Regions from separate parts of the Rattus norvegicus genome. Here region 2 is linked to region 1. The links are chromatin contacts, called in public Hi-C maps. All regions are on one chromosome and are shown on one strand. The core of a region is the stretch at or near the end of the contact, and the rest is flanking DNA. Distances in the headings are between cores, read along the strand shown. Region 1 has its middle 46 kb from the start of Tmem44. Region 2 overlaps Atp13a3 (ATPase 13A3).

Region 1 (6,529 bases), core at 1,478-3,977:
ATAACCCCTGAGCTAGGCGGGACCGGGTAGGCAGCCCTCCACCCGCCCTGCCCAAGCCCTCTCCACCGTTCTGTGCCGTCTAACTAGGATTTGGGGTTTCTCCCCATTCCTCCACTCCTGATATCACTGAATCAGTATTACTGGTGGGAAGCCTAGACCTGAGAGTCGGCTGTGACCATGATACCCTCAGAGACTGCAATGGGAAGTGGGGGTGGGGTGGGGGAGAGTGCAGGGGTGGGGTGGGGGAGAGTGCAGGGGTGGGGTGGGGGAGGGTGGGGGTGGGGTCTGTGAGCAGCTGATCTGAGAACTGACTTAGAGCCAGTCTGATTAGTTCCACTGTGGACCGCAGCGTAGAAGTGTGCAGGCAAAAAGAATAAGTATATCGCCTCCCCTCTCTACAGGCGACCTTCAATAACCAATAAGGCTCAATCCTCGTGACACACCGATCCGTTTTCCTGGCTGCATAGAGGTTTTTGCTGGGTTTTGAACAACCACCCACCACAAAGTTTCCAAGCAGAGGTTAGGCATGTGGGAGATTTTCTCCTTCCTTACAGAAGCAAACACCTGCCTTGGAGTCCCAGGTATCTGCTTCCTCAGCTGTTGCTAGTCTTGAAGGGGTTCTCAACAGGTGGGTCTTGACTTCTGGAGGGAAGTCGGGGGTCAAACGACCCTTTCACAGGGATCACCTAAGACCATTGGAAAGCATAATTCATAACAGTAGCAAAATTACAGTTACGAAGTAACAAGGAAAATAATTTTATGCTTGGGATCACCACAGCATGAGGAACTGTATTAAAGGGTCACAGCATTAGGAAGGTTGAAAACCAATGGTTTAGATGCTTGATAGGAACCACTAAATACAGCCTTCTGAGCCGAAGTCAGGATTCAGAGGACATTTTCTTTAAAAGAACAACCTCACTGTCTGAGAATCCGGATGTATTTTCACCCTAAGGTTCCAAGGTAGTCAAAGAAAAGCAGCAGCCACCTCAGGGCTCTGTGGAGGGGAAAGCCTGCAGTGAGGAGGTTTGACTCGGTGACACGTTTGGAAGCAGCTGGAGGACAGGTAGACAGAGAGGAGCCTCTGCAGGTGAACTACTGTGTCACTCAAGTGTGAGTTCCCTTAGCCAAGGCCAGCAAAGGCCAAAGCTGCCCTGACAGCCTGGGGGGGGCCAGCTGAAGACACAGTAGGACCAGTGTCCAACAGTGACACCGTGAGGCAGCCAGCAGTCACAGCAGAGGTAACGACCACTAATGTTTGTTGGTTTTTACTTAGCCATCACTGGTCTCTTACTATTCTTGCTTCCTATGTCCCGCTGTGTTCTATGTGCCTTTCTGTTGTCCGTTTTTATTTATTGACTCATTGTGTTTGGATGCATATGCTTGTCAACAGACATACTTTATATGGCTTATGTAGTCATTTCCTAGAAATATTTGTGTGCAGACTTGCTATGCAGCAGTCTGGCCTTGAACCTCTGATCCTCCTGCCTCCACCTCCAGTGTGCTGGGGCTATGGCTTGTGGACATGCACTACCACACTGGCAAACGTCCAGGCTCTACTGTGAAACTAGAAAAACAAATATGAAAAGATATTTCTACCCTTAGAGTTTGCAAAAAGGTGAACGCAGTTATGGGGTCCCAAACCCAGTCCCTAATTCAGACTACATGAAGGGTTGGGCCAGGAAACATGAATGAAATCTAAACCAAGAACAAGCCACAAGTAATTCTGGTGCAGGGCCAGGGTGGAGGACGATTGCTTTAATTCAGTCACAACCCATGACAAACAGGCAGTCCCATTTCCAGGAATGGTCTAGATTGCTTAGAAGCTTCTGGCAGAGTGTGGCTGAAACTGCCTTTCTGTCATAAAGGGGTGGGGAATTGTGCTCATACATGTGTGAAACATGTATGCACCCATGTGTGAGACATGTATGCACCCATGTGTGAGACATGTATGCACCCATGTATGAGACATGCATGCACCCATGTATGAGACATGTTTGCACCCATGTGTGAGACATGCATATACCCATGTGTGAGACATGTATGCACCCATGTATGAGAGACATGTATGCACCCATGTGTGAGACATGTATGCACCCATGCACTCTGGGCTCTTGACTTTCCTCTTGCTGCCTCTACTTGGGAGATCACGATCTGTTTGTTCTTCAAAGACAGACTCAAAGATTGTATCCTTGGTGAATGCCTCCCTGCTCTGGTTTTCAACTGCCCCACCTCTCCTCAGGGTACTATACTCTCATATCCAGACAACACAGCCCAGCACTGGGTGTTATTTATACTCCTTTCAGCCCCAGCAGGGTGGCCTGGACACACTAACTCCTCAGAAAGTGTTAGTCGATGGCTGGAGAGATGGCTCAGAGGTTAGGAGCACTGGTTGCTCTTCCAGAGGTCCTGGTTCAAATCCCAGTACCCACATGTTTGTTCACAACTGTCTGTAACTCCAGTTCCAGAGGACCTGGCACCTTCACACACACATACATGTAGACAAAAGCATCAATATATATAAAAATAAATAAAACTTTAAAAGCATTAGTTGAATGGATATAAAGAAAGGGGAGAAACCAAAGAATATGAAGGGATAAGAAAGGCAAAAGGGCTGAAATGTGACACCATTCCTAGCTAGCCAGAGAAGCCTAATTTAATGTTGGCCCCTTGAGAGAATTCGACCTTTGTTCTGCACTGTGACAGCCTGTTGGAGCACTGGCCTGCCTCCCAGTAACTGAGTACAGGGAGAGGTGAAATTACAGTTCTACTAAGCAACATTCCTTGTCTCACAACCCTGTGTGACAGGAAGATATTAATGATCTCATTTTACAGCCCAGGAACAGAGGAAGGTAACAAGCAGTGTAGCTCAGGGTAGGGCACTTACCAAGCTTCCCAAACACCGGTTCCCGTTCTGCTCAGTGAGATTGGTTCTGCCTCTCTGATTCAGTCGTTAAGGCCAATATCTCAGACTGATGGTTCTTCTTCATCAGCTTGACTGGGTTTAGAAGTGCAGCACACCTCAGGGAGAATCTGTGAGGGTGTTTCTAGCAAGGCTTAACCAAGGAGGGCAGACCTGCCCTGAGTGTGGTTGGCTCCATCCCCGTGGGCTGGAGTCCTGCACTAAATAAGAAGAAATGGAGCTGAGCTCAGCATTTACTTCTCTGGGCCCCCTGACTACAAGGGGAGCAGTTGTCCTGCTGCCGTGCACCACCCCCCTACAATGAGGAACTGCATCCCTTCAAACTGTGAGCCCCCCAAAAAAACTCTTCCTCAAGTTGCTTCTGGGTGGATACTTGGTCATAGGGACTAGAAAAGTAACTGATCTAGTCCAGGCCTAGCCCCCGCCTTCCATCTTCTCTGACAGGCCAGGGAGGGCTCCCTCGGGACACTAGCTCACTTGGGACCGTAGGCAAGTCACTAGATTGACGTCAGAGAAGGATTTCCTGCCTAAGGCTGCTCTGTGACTGGGGTAACACACCATGTAGCTCTGCCCCCACATCTCAGGGTCTCCTCAACCATGTGTGCTCACAGTTTTAATTGTACATATGGCTGGGATGCGCTCCAGCATTAAAAGACAGCAGCCCAGTGAGTTTCAAGGAGAAGCGGAACTGGCCCTGAAAATGGGAAAACCTGATGGAAGGAAAGGCTTTGTGCTGCGGGACAGTGACAGCAGACTTGGATTTGTGACACTTTTGGGGTTTAAGGGGTTCTTTCATTGCTTCTTAGGAGTCTTTGCATATCCTAGCAGGCAGAAGTGGACATACATGAGGTTAGTAATGACAGCCACGCCCAGTAGCTCATACTTAAAATGTCAGTAATGAGGAGACTAAAACAGGAGATTCAAGAGCAGCCTGGGCTACATAGTGAATCTGAGGTCAGCCAGGACATAGTAAGAGTCTGTCTCAAAAATAGAGAGAGAGAGAGAGAGAGAGAGAGAGAGAGAGAGAGAGAGAGAGAGAGAGGAAGAAGAAGAGGAAGGAGGAGGAGGAAGAGGAGAAGGAGGAGGAGGAAGGGGAGGGGAGGGGAAGGAGGGAGGAGAAGGAGGGGGAGGGAGAGGAGGGGAAGGGGAGGGAGAGGAGGGGGAGAGGAGGGGGAGGGGAGGGAGCGGGAGGAGGGGGAGAGAGTGGGAGAGCGAGCAAGCGAGAACCAAAGGAAATCAGGGTCCCACAAGACTTTCCCTCTGGGTCCAGCTGGAGCCCCACTAGGTCCTCACCCACCAGACAGTATTTTGCCTCAGCCAGGCCTGCGTCGGGCTGCTCTGCTGGGGTTAGAAGCTGCCCTTCCATAGCCCTGTGTTTTATTGTATATTATCTTATCTCAATAGGAAAAGGCAATTCAGGGAGAGAATTTCCGTGTCTGGACGCTCCAGGCTTTCCGTTTGTCCTGCTTTCCTAGAACAGTCTCTCCTCATCACTCACAGCCACAGAGGAATCTTTATGCGGCTCTCATCAGGCACTCATCCGAATCACAGGGCCTGGTGTTTTCTCGGGCCCCCAGCAAACTGGGATCTGGAACCCGTCCTGGCTGGGCGGTACTGCTTTGCTTGGCACCCAGCCACACATGGGAAGCCGCTAAAAAGTGGCCCCTGGTCACCTCGCTCACTCTTTCCTTCGAGGAACCTGAGGACTTTAGGGCATCACTGGCAAGTGTGATGGGTGTCCCGGAGAGCCTTCTCAATAGGGCGGGCACTGAAAGCCCTCTGTTAAGTCTTTACTTTCTCCACAGCTTCCTTGGAAAAGAGTCCGTCTATAGGAAGAGCTGGGTGAGCGGGTGTGGCGTGCACACCTGTGAGTGGCCACACGCATGCTGGAAATTGAACTTGGGTCGTCTGCAAGAGCCCGTAAACGCTGAGCCGTCTCCCCAGCTCTGCTGGTGGTGGTGGTGGTGGTGATGGTGGTGGTGGTGGTGGTGGTGGTGGTGGTGGTGGTGGTGGTGGTGGTGGTAGTGGAGGTGGTGATGGAGGTGGTGGTGGTGGTGGTGGTGATGGTGATGGTGGTGGTGGAGGTGGTGGTGGTGGTGGTGGTGGTGGTGGTGGTGGTGGTGATGGTGATGGTGGTGGTGGAGGTGGTGGTGGTGGTGATGGTGGTGGTGGTGGTGGTGGTGGTAGTGGAGGTGGTGATGGTGGTGGTGGAGGTGGTGGTGGTGGTGGAGGTGGTGGTGGTGGTGATGGTGGTGGTGGTGGTGGTGGTGGTGGTAGTGGAGGTGGTGATGGTGGTGGTGGAGGTGGTGGTGGTGGTGGTGGTGGTGGTGGTAGTGGAGGTGGTGATGGAGGTGGTGGTGGTGGTGGTGATGGTGATGGTGGTGGTGGAGGTGGTGGTGGTGGTGGTGGTGATGGTGGTGATGGAGGTGGTGGTGGTGGTGGTGATGGTGGTATGGAGGTGGTGGTGGTGATGGTGGTGGTGGTGGTGGAGGTGGTGGTAGTGATGGTGGTGGTGATGGTGGTGGTGATGGTGGTGATGGTGGTGATGGAGGTGGTGGTGATGGTGGTGGTGGTGGTGGTGGTGATGGTGGTGGTGGTGGTGGTGGTGGTGGTGATGGTGGTGGTGGAGGTGGTGGTGGTGATGGTGATGGTGGTGGTGGAGGTGGTGGTGGTGGTGGTGGTGGTGGTGGTGGTGGTAGTGGAGGTGGTGATGGAGGTGGTGGTGGTGGTGGTGATGGTGATGGTGGTGGTGGAGGTGGTGGTGGTGGTGATGGTGATGGTGGTGGTGGAGGTGGTGGTGGTGGTAGTGGAGGTGGTGATGGTGGTGGTGGAGGTGGTGGAGGTGGTGGATGTGGTGGTGGTGATGGTGGTGGTGGTGGTGGTGGTGGTGGTGATGGTGGTGGTGGTGGTGGTGGTGGTGATGGTGGTGGTGGTGGTGGTGGTGGTGATGGTGGTGGTGGTGGTGGAGGTGGTGGTGATGGTGGTGGTGGTGGTGGTGGTGGTGGAGGTGGTGGTGGTGGTGATGGTGGTATGGAGGTGGTGGTGGTGGTGGTGGTGGTGGTGGTGGTGGTGGTGGTGGTGATGGTGGTGGTGGTGGTGGTGGTGGTGGTGGTGGTGATGGTGGTGATGGAGGTGGTGGTGGTGGTGATGGTGGTGGTGGTGGAGGTGATGGTGGTGGAGGTGGTGGTGGTGGTGGTGGTGGTGGTGGTGGTGGTGGTGGAGGTGGTGGTGGTGGTGGTGGTGGTGGTGGTGGTGGTGATGGTGGTGGTGGTGGTGGTGGTGGTGGTGGTGATGGTGGTGGTGGTGGTGGAGGTGGTGGTGATGGTGGTGGTGGTGGTGGAGGTGGTGGTGGTGGTGATGGTGGTATGGAGGTGGTGGTGGTGGTGGTGATGGTGGTGGTGGTGGTGGTGGTGGTGATGGTGGTGGTGGTGGTGGTGGTGGTGGTGGTGGTGATGGTGGTGATGGAGGTGGTGGTGGTGGTGGTGGTGATGGTGGTGGTGGTGGAGGTGATGGTGGTGGAGGTGGTGGTGGTGGTGGTGGTGGTGGTGATGGAGGTGGTGGTGGTGGTGGTGGTGATGGTGGTGGTGGTGGAGGTGATGGTGGTGGAGG
Region 2 (6,529 bases), core at 2,305-4,804, 160 kb before region 1:
GCTTTCTTTACAGTGAAGACTTTGTTGTCTAAAGCAAAGAAAACACACACACACACACACACACACACACACACACACACACACACACACACACCCTTAGAAAGGATACAAAAATTCTGATTCATGTGAGTGGGTGTTTCACTAGAGAGCAAACCTGGAGCCTCAGTACATTAGTGTAGTGAGCCATATTGGATTTGGGCCTGGCCGCTTTGTAACTGCATGGCCACAGTTAAAGTCATGGGATTGTTGGACAGAGGCCTCTCCCATGTATTTACGGCACAGGAAGAAAAGACCAAGTAGTAAACACCCGGTGTCTCCACTGCATGACCTCTGCTGAGCCCGGCTGATGCATGTGGAACCGACACACCTGGACCACACCTGGGTGGTGGTCAATTTACTTCTGCCTTTTGCTTCCTCAGCCTTTATCCTGGAGATTTAGGCTGGTCTTCTGGGATTTCTCCCTAATTAATTCAGGTCTCCTAGTCGGTCTTTTGTTACCAAAGTCACGAGCCAGGGTTTCCCACTGTGCTTCCCAGTTATTTTCTACCTGGAGACTTGGGTATATAAGTGGTGAATAAAGCTACAGGAGATTATCACTCTTCCACTCTCTCTCTCTCTCTCTCACTCTTCCCCCCCCCCTCTCTCCCTCCCTCCCTCCCTCCCTCTCTCCCTCTTGTCCTCTCGTCCTCTCTTCCTCTCCTGGCTTGACACATAACCTGTGTGTGTTGTGTGCATGTTTCTTTCATCCCGTAGGCTTTCGCCCGATTCTCGGTACCGTGTCGGTGCTGGCGCCGACACATTAGGTGGACAAACACGCCACCACTGTGGTACCCCCCCAGTCTATGTTGGTTTTCCTTTAATTGTATCCTTTTATTCCCCAGAAAATTACGAAAGTTGGCTACCATTTCATCTTCTTGTCCCTTGTTGATAATCGTCCTCTCTTCTTTGTCCATCTCTACAGTGGCTTGAAAGGTACGGTGCTTCACTCAACAGGTGAAGAGAACTGCAAGAAAAGAAACAAATGTTGGGGCTAGAGACGGCTCAGCAGTTAACACCGACTGCTCCTCCACAGGTCCTGAGTTCAATTCCCAGCAACCACATGGTGGCTCACAACCATCTGTAACAAGAGCTGATGCCCTCTACTGGTGTCTGAAGACAGTGACAGTGTACTCACATAATATATCTTTAATTTAAAAAAAAAAAGAAACAAATGTTGGCTTTCTTTAAAAACAGATCTTGGACACCAACAGAACTAGATGCTAAAACCCCACTGCTGATGGCACCACTCATGGAGAAATCAAGTTGGAACTGAGTTAGAAACAGTCCCCGGTGAGTAGCTTTCCTACTACCAAAAGGTGCTGTGCAAACTGCTACTGGAGAAAACCATCAACGGTCAAAACCCAGATATACACTCTGCACTACAATACCAACCTGTCACGTAAAACATCCTCACAAAATCTAATAGGGTCATGACTGTTACGTACATAACCAACCACTGATTGGATTTGGGACTCGTTCCACACACAGGATGGAAAGCATGCTTTGACCTGTAAATCTGTCTAAAGCCCATGTCTGGGGAAGTTTCAGACCCTTTAGTAATGAACCTATTATTCTTGTTTTGTTCAAACTACCTCCAATTGTTTTCTTGGACAGAGAAACATCTGCAGTTAGCAAAGCAATACATAACTGGTAGAATAAATGTTGAGAGCTCCAGCCCTAAACACTTAGGACAACTATTTCACCCACTCCAAGGCTGAAAGAACACCACGAAATTATAGGGGGCTGGAAAAAAAAAGAGAAACAAACAAAAGTATGAAATACTGTCCACAACACATGACATGACAGCTGTACTCACTAACTAACTCCCAGTAGCAAATCCCATCGATATTTCCTCATGGACAGAGAGTCATGAGACCCCCATCCATCCCTGAGGATCTATTGGCAGCTAATGGCTGTTAGGTGAAGAGAGTCCATTTCTTCAGTTGAATGGCCATTACTAAGTTACCTGATCAACCCTAATTAAACTCAGTGGATAATAGCAAAACAGAAAAAGTACATGAAAGCAGAAAGGCTTGCTGAGAGAACGTGCTCTGAAGTGGGAGAGAAGACAATGGGGAAGAGAGAAAGGACGGGTATGTTAAAATCCATACACAGTAGACATGGACATGAAATTATCAAAGAATAAGTTATCCTAAAAACAAAAACAAAACCTTTTAGTATACACCAGGTGTTATAGCTCATAACTTTATAATCTCAGCCCAGCACTTGGAAGGTGTGAGCACATCTGTAAAACCAAGGCCAGCATGCCACACGATGTCACACAGTGACCTCCGGGACAACTGGAGTTACATAGTAAGACTGTCTCAATAACAAACTTTAATTTTTTGTTGTTGTTGTTTTTTGTCTGCTTTGGTTTTGGTCTTTTGAGACAGGGTTTCTCTGTGTAGCCCTGGCTGGCCTCTGTGCTGGGATTTTATACCACCACCTGGCCAAATTGAAACTTTAATTTCTATTACCTTGGCAAGAAAAGTGGCCGTGCTTTACAGTTTACAAATCTCTTTAGTAATCTCTTCCTCTCCCCTTTTAAGTAATCTCTTTGGCTAGTTGTCAGTGAACTCAGTGAGTTTTCACCCTAGACATAGGGTGAAAGAACATAGAGGAAGGAACAATCAGAGGACTGCTCAGTGTGCCTGGAGTCATACAGGGTTGGTTAAGTGTTATCCTAATAAAATGTGTTAGGAGTTACTATTGTGTGTGTATTTCTTAGGTACACAATCTCTTAAGGTCTGGACTTGCTGGTACACACCTATGACCCCAGCATCCCGGAGGCAGAGGCAGGAATCATGAATGAGCAGACTGAGCTACTTGACCCTTCCTTTCCCCCACACCCCCACACCCACCCCCCACAGCCACCCCCCACTCCCGCACCCACTCCCACTCCCGCACCCACTCCCACTCCCACTCCCACACCCACTCCCACACCCACACCCAAATGCTGTGAGCTTGGTTTCCTGGCTGCTGCTTGATGCTTTACAGTGAATTTATTTCTTCTGTAAAGCCTTTTAGACCAAAGTAGATGAGTAAGACTCCCCTAACACTAAGGGATGAAAAAAAAGAGTATTTCTCTCAGAAATTAAATTATTATATATCAAAACTGCAGGAGGTATGGATTAATGAAGCATACTGAGGTTTATGATCGTAAGTAGTAGAGGGTCAACAACTGGCATGTCACTGCCACTGCAGAACCAGCTTGCATTATTTCTGAGGGGCTGGAGAAATGTATGGAGGGCCTGGCTAGGGAAGTGTATGTGATAACTAAGTGTTCTCCCACCAAACTGCATCTGTTTCCCCAGAAGACTTCCAGAGAATTTAACCAACCAGGTTGAACAAATATTTGGGAAGACAAAGCACTAGTACTAAACAAATACCCTTTTTTCTTGTCATGAATAGCAAAGGAATACACATAGGTTAAAATGCAAATAGCCTACCACTTTATACAAATGATTAAGCACTTCAGACTTTAGTCCCTGGCAAAGTCCTGGCAGTTACATAACAAATTCCAATGGCCAGTAACATTTAAATGATCAGTTCTAACCTCTTCCCCGGCTGGCCTGGAGCTTACAGTGCAGACCAATGGCCCAAGTTTTTGATCTCACCCCCCTTTTTCATCCTATCTCTCCTTTCCCTCTTTTGTGGGATTATAAAGAAATGAACCAGTATGACTAGCTGAAATTGCCATTAAAATTCAATGCTCTCATTGAGCCTGTTTACTATTTTAAAAATATTTCCCTAAATTTCCTTAACAAGTTGACCTTATTTTAACATTGAGTTTATTCCCAAAATCTTAAACAGTTAAAAGAACGTAGCAAGGAATACTCCAATTATTTGAGTTATCATGTGGTGATTTAGTGGGCAGGACAACCGATACTTAAATCTTCCTCAGCAATCACTGACCACAGTATACTGCAGCTCCTTATACAGAATTACTTCTCTATGAGTCAACTGCTTTAAGACAAAAGTAACAGCTTAACAAATTCTACTAAAGTTAGCAAAGTGATAAAATTAATTTAAATATAAAATTGTTCTAAAAAATAATCCACAGTCTGAAGCTATCTCATTAACTTTAAATATATCATACACCTCACAAGAAATTACCAAGAATTAAACCCTTCAAATACACTTGGAAAACTCATAACCCAACTGTGCTTGTGCTTACATCTAAAACATACAGATTGTAAACGGATAACTAAACGTAAGTGCTTATATAAATAAACCTTTAACATTACAAGGACTCCATAAAGACAATGAACAATAAAAAAGTCTTAAAAATACAAATGTCCTCTTCCTCTTCCCCTCTTTCTCCTCTCTTTCTGTCCTTCTCTGTCACCTTTCTCTGTCTGCCCCCTTCACCAGGTCCCAATAAAGTTTCCTTTAAACTAAAAAATACACATATATACATATATACATACACACAAATGTAACCAAGTTGCATGTTAAATGTGTTTTTCACACATCTAAGACATGTGAAGCATTAACAAGCTTTGAAAAGGTGGCCTGCATTTTTTCTTCAATCAAGTCAATTTCTACATCACAGAAAAAGAATTTTTTCTTACCAATAGCATTATACCATTGCTCTTCTCCGATCCTGACGCATCAGCTTTCAAAAGCTGGCTCTTCATATAAAATAAAACCATAAAAATCCACACAAACATTAGAATTTTATACCAAATACTGGTTCTGTTTAAATTGCTTTAAAGATGTTATGATATTAAAATTTAGGACTTTTTAATTCAGCAACTTTAAATTGGTTTTAGAAGATATGCCCTTCTGTTCTTTGCCACTGGCAGAACTCCTATTTGAATAAATCCTCTCCTGCCAGCACACACAGGTTCCGGCCTACAGTGCACGCCTGAATCCCGATGTTATCTAACAGTAAAGGGCTAGGCTATTGTCCTTAACCAAACCCTTCCTTGAATTTATAATGAAATGGATTTACTTCATCAGGAGAATAAAATGCAGGGGAGGACAAAGTGAAGCTATCCGAAATAAAAGTCACTGAGTTTTAATATAATGCTTACTCTCCCGCAGATTCCATAGTAAGAACTACTGAAATTAGTCTTTAGCCTGTTCTAGAAGTTGATGAGAGCTTATTTTCTCAAACAAGACAAACTGGCATCAACTTGCAGAGAACATCATAGACATCTTTGCTTTCCATGAGCAAAATACTGCAATAGTTCATCTGAGTCAAATGTGGTGTATACATCTGTAATCTCAGCATTCAGGAGACTGAGGTAGAATAATGAGTTCAAGGTCAGTCTGAGGCTATCGCAAAATAAAATGAAAAATTTTAAACCTGCCTAGAATTCCCAAAGGATTAATTTCACAAGGAGCTTTACAGAGTCATCAGTAACTTAAGTAAAACTTGAAGCAAAGCAATTTTAAGTATTATGTTTTGTTTTCTTTTGTGAAGACTCCCATGTAGCCCAGGCTGGTCCTGCACTTCCTATGTAGTTGCTTCTGACCTCCATATAAGTGCTACATATATACGCTCCCCCAGCCCCACTCCATAACATATGCACACAAATAAAATTTTAAGCAGACATTTACCCCTCCTTTTTTGAGATAAGGTCTCTCCATATAGCCTAAACTGCTCCTAATCTCTTGCCTTAACTTTCCAAGGGCTGAGATTACAATCGTTTACTACCTCACCCAAGTAAAAACCAAAGGACACCAAAAGGGATACTTCAACAAATACCACAACTGGTATAGACTTTCAAATTTACTGCACCCACAACAAACCCACAATTCAAAATGTGCACGCCCTGGTTCTAACTCAGCCCAGCAAACGACCTTTATTCTACTATCTATATAAATACCCACGTAAAAAGATCAATGAAATTTTAATCCTCCAACCATAGTAAGCGAACAATTGACAGTGCTGAGGACAGAACTCAACTTCAAATCAGCTCCTAACATAACAATAAAATGACATAATATAGCTTAATGAATACATGGAAATTTTACAAAGATACCAGCTACATTTTAACAAAGGTTTACTCAATACCCACTGTATCACTTCCCATCTTAGACTTTCTCTTATAATACATGCTTTTGTTTCTGTGTTTAGGCTTAAGGAAGGCTATTGTGTCCAATATACACCAAACTAAAACTGTATTTACATTTGTCAAGTGAAGTTTTTGTATTTTTTTCTGTGTTAAGGAGCAACACAAGAGGTATAACAAAATAAGTTATAATTAGGCCACACAGTATTACCCATGTTGGGATTTAATATAAAGAATGAGTTTAGCCTATACTATATCACTTTATTATAGACTATTTTTTAAATAAGCATTTTTATTTAGAGGTATTCCAAATGGTTAAAACTGTCCTCATGAGACAAAATAGTTCATCTGATAAAGCTTGGATTGGTTAATCAACTAATTAATTTATATTTTAAGACAGTATCATATAACCTAGGCTGGCCCTCGACTTCCTATGCAACTGCGGCTGGCCTTGAACATGTGACCCT

Evidence for each region. A called contact is a pair of places that touch in the nucleus more often than the background predicts.
Region 2: a contact with region 1 is called in a Hi-C map of kidney, with 5 times the contacts expected there. The contact joins two enhancer-like sites. A contact is called at or near these places in 11 of 12 Hi-C or Micro-C datasets (the A7r5 cell line, the Rat2 cell line, Schwann cells and 6 more) and 1 of 1 datasets of contacts at active chromatin or transcription factors (oligodendrocytes).

Annotation. Positions count from the first base shown.
Region 1 is chr11:83,728,244-83,734,772 of GRCr8, reverse strand. No RefSeq gene overlaps it. Among named protein-coding and RNA genes, the nearest start is that of Tmem44, 46 kb to the right of the region's middle. Within about 2 kb of position 2,727, at least 11 of the 93 cell types and tissues checked have an H3K27ac peak or open chromatin away from gene starts, as enhancers often do. A contact at or near this core is called in kidney and liver, where this site is marked.
Region 2 is chr11:83,885,791-83,892,319 of GRCr8, reverse strand. Atp13a3 (ATPase 13A3) reads right to left here. Exons shown (of 33, transcript NM_001109369.2): 3 at 903-1,003. The coding sequence starts at 953. Among named protein-coding and RNA genes, the nearest start is that of Atp13a3, 19 kb to the right of the region's middle. Within about 2 kb of position 3,554, at least 2 of the 93 cell types and tissues checked have an H3K27ac peak or open chromatin away from gene starts, as enhancers often do. A contact at or near this core is called in kidney and liver, where this site is marked.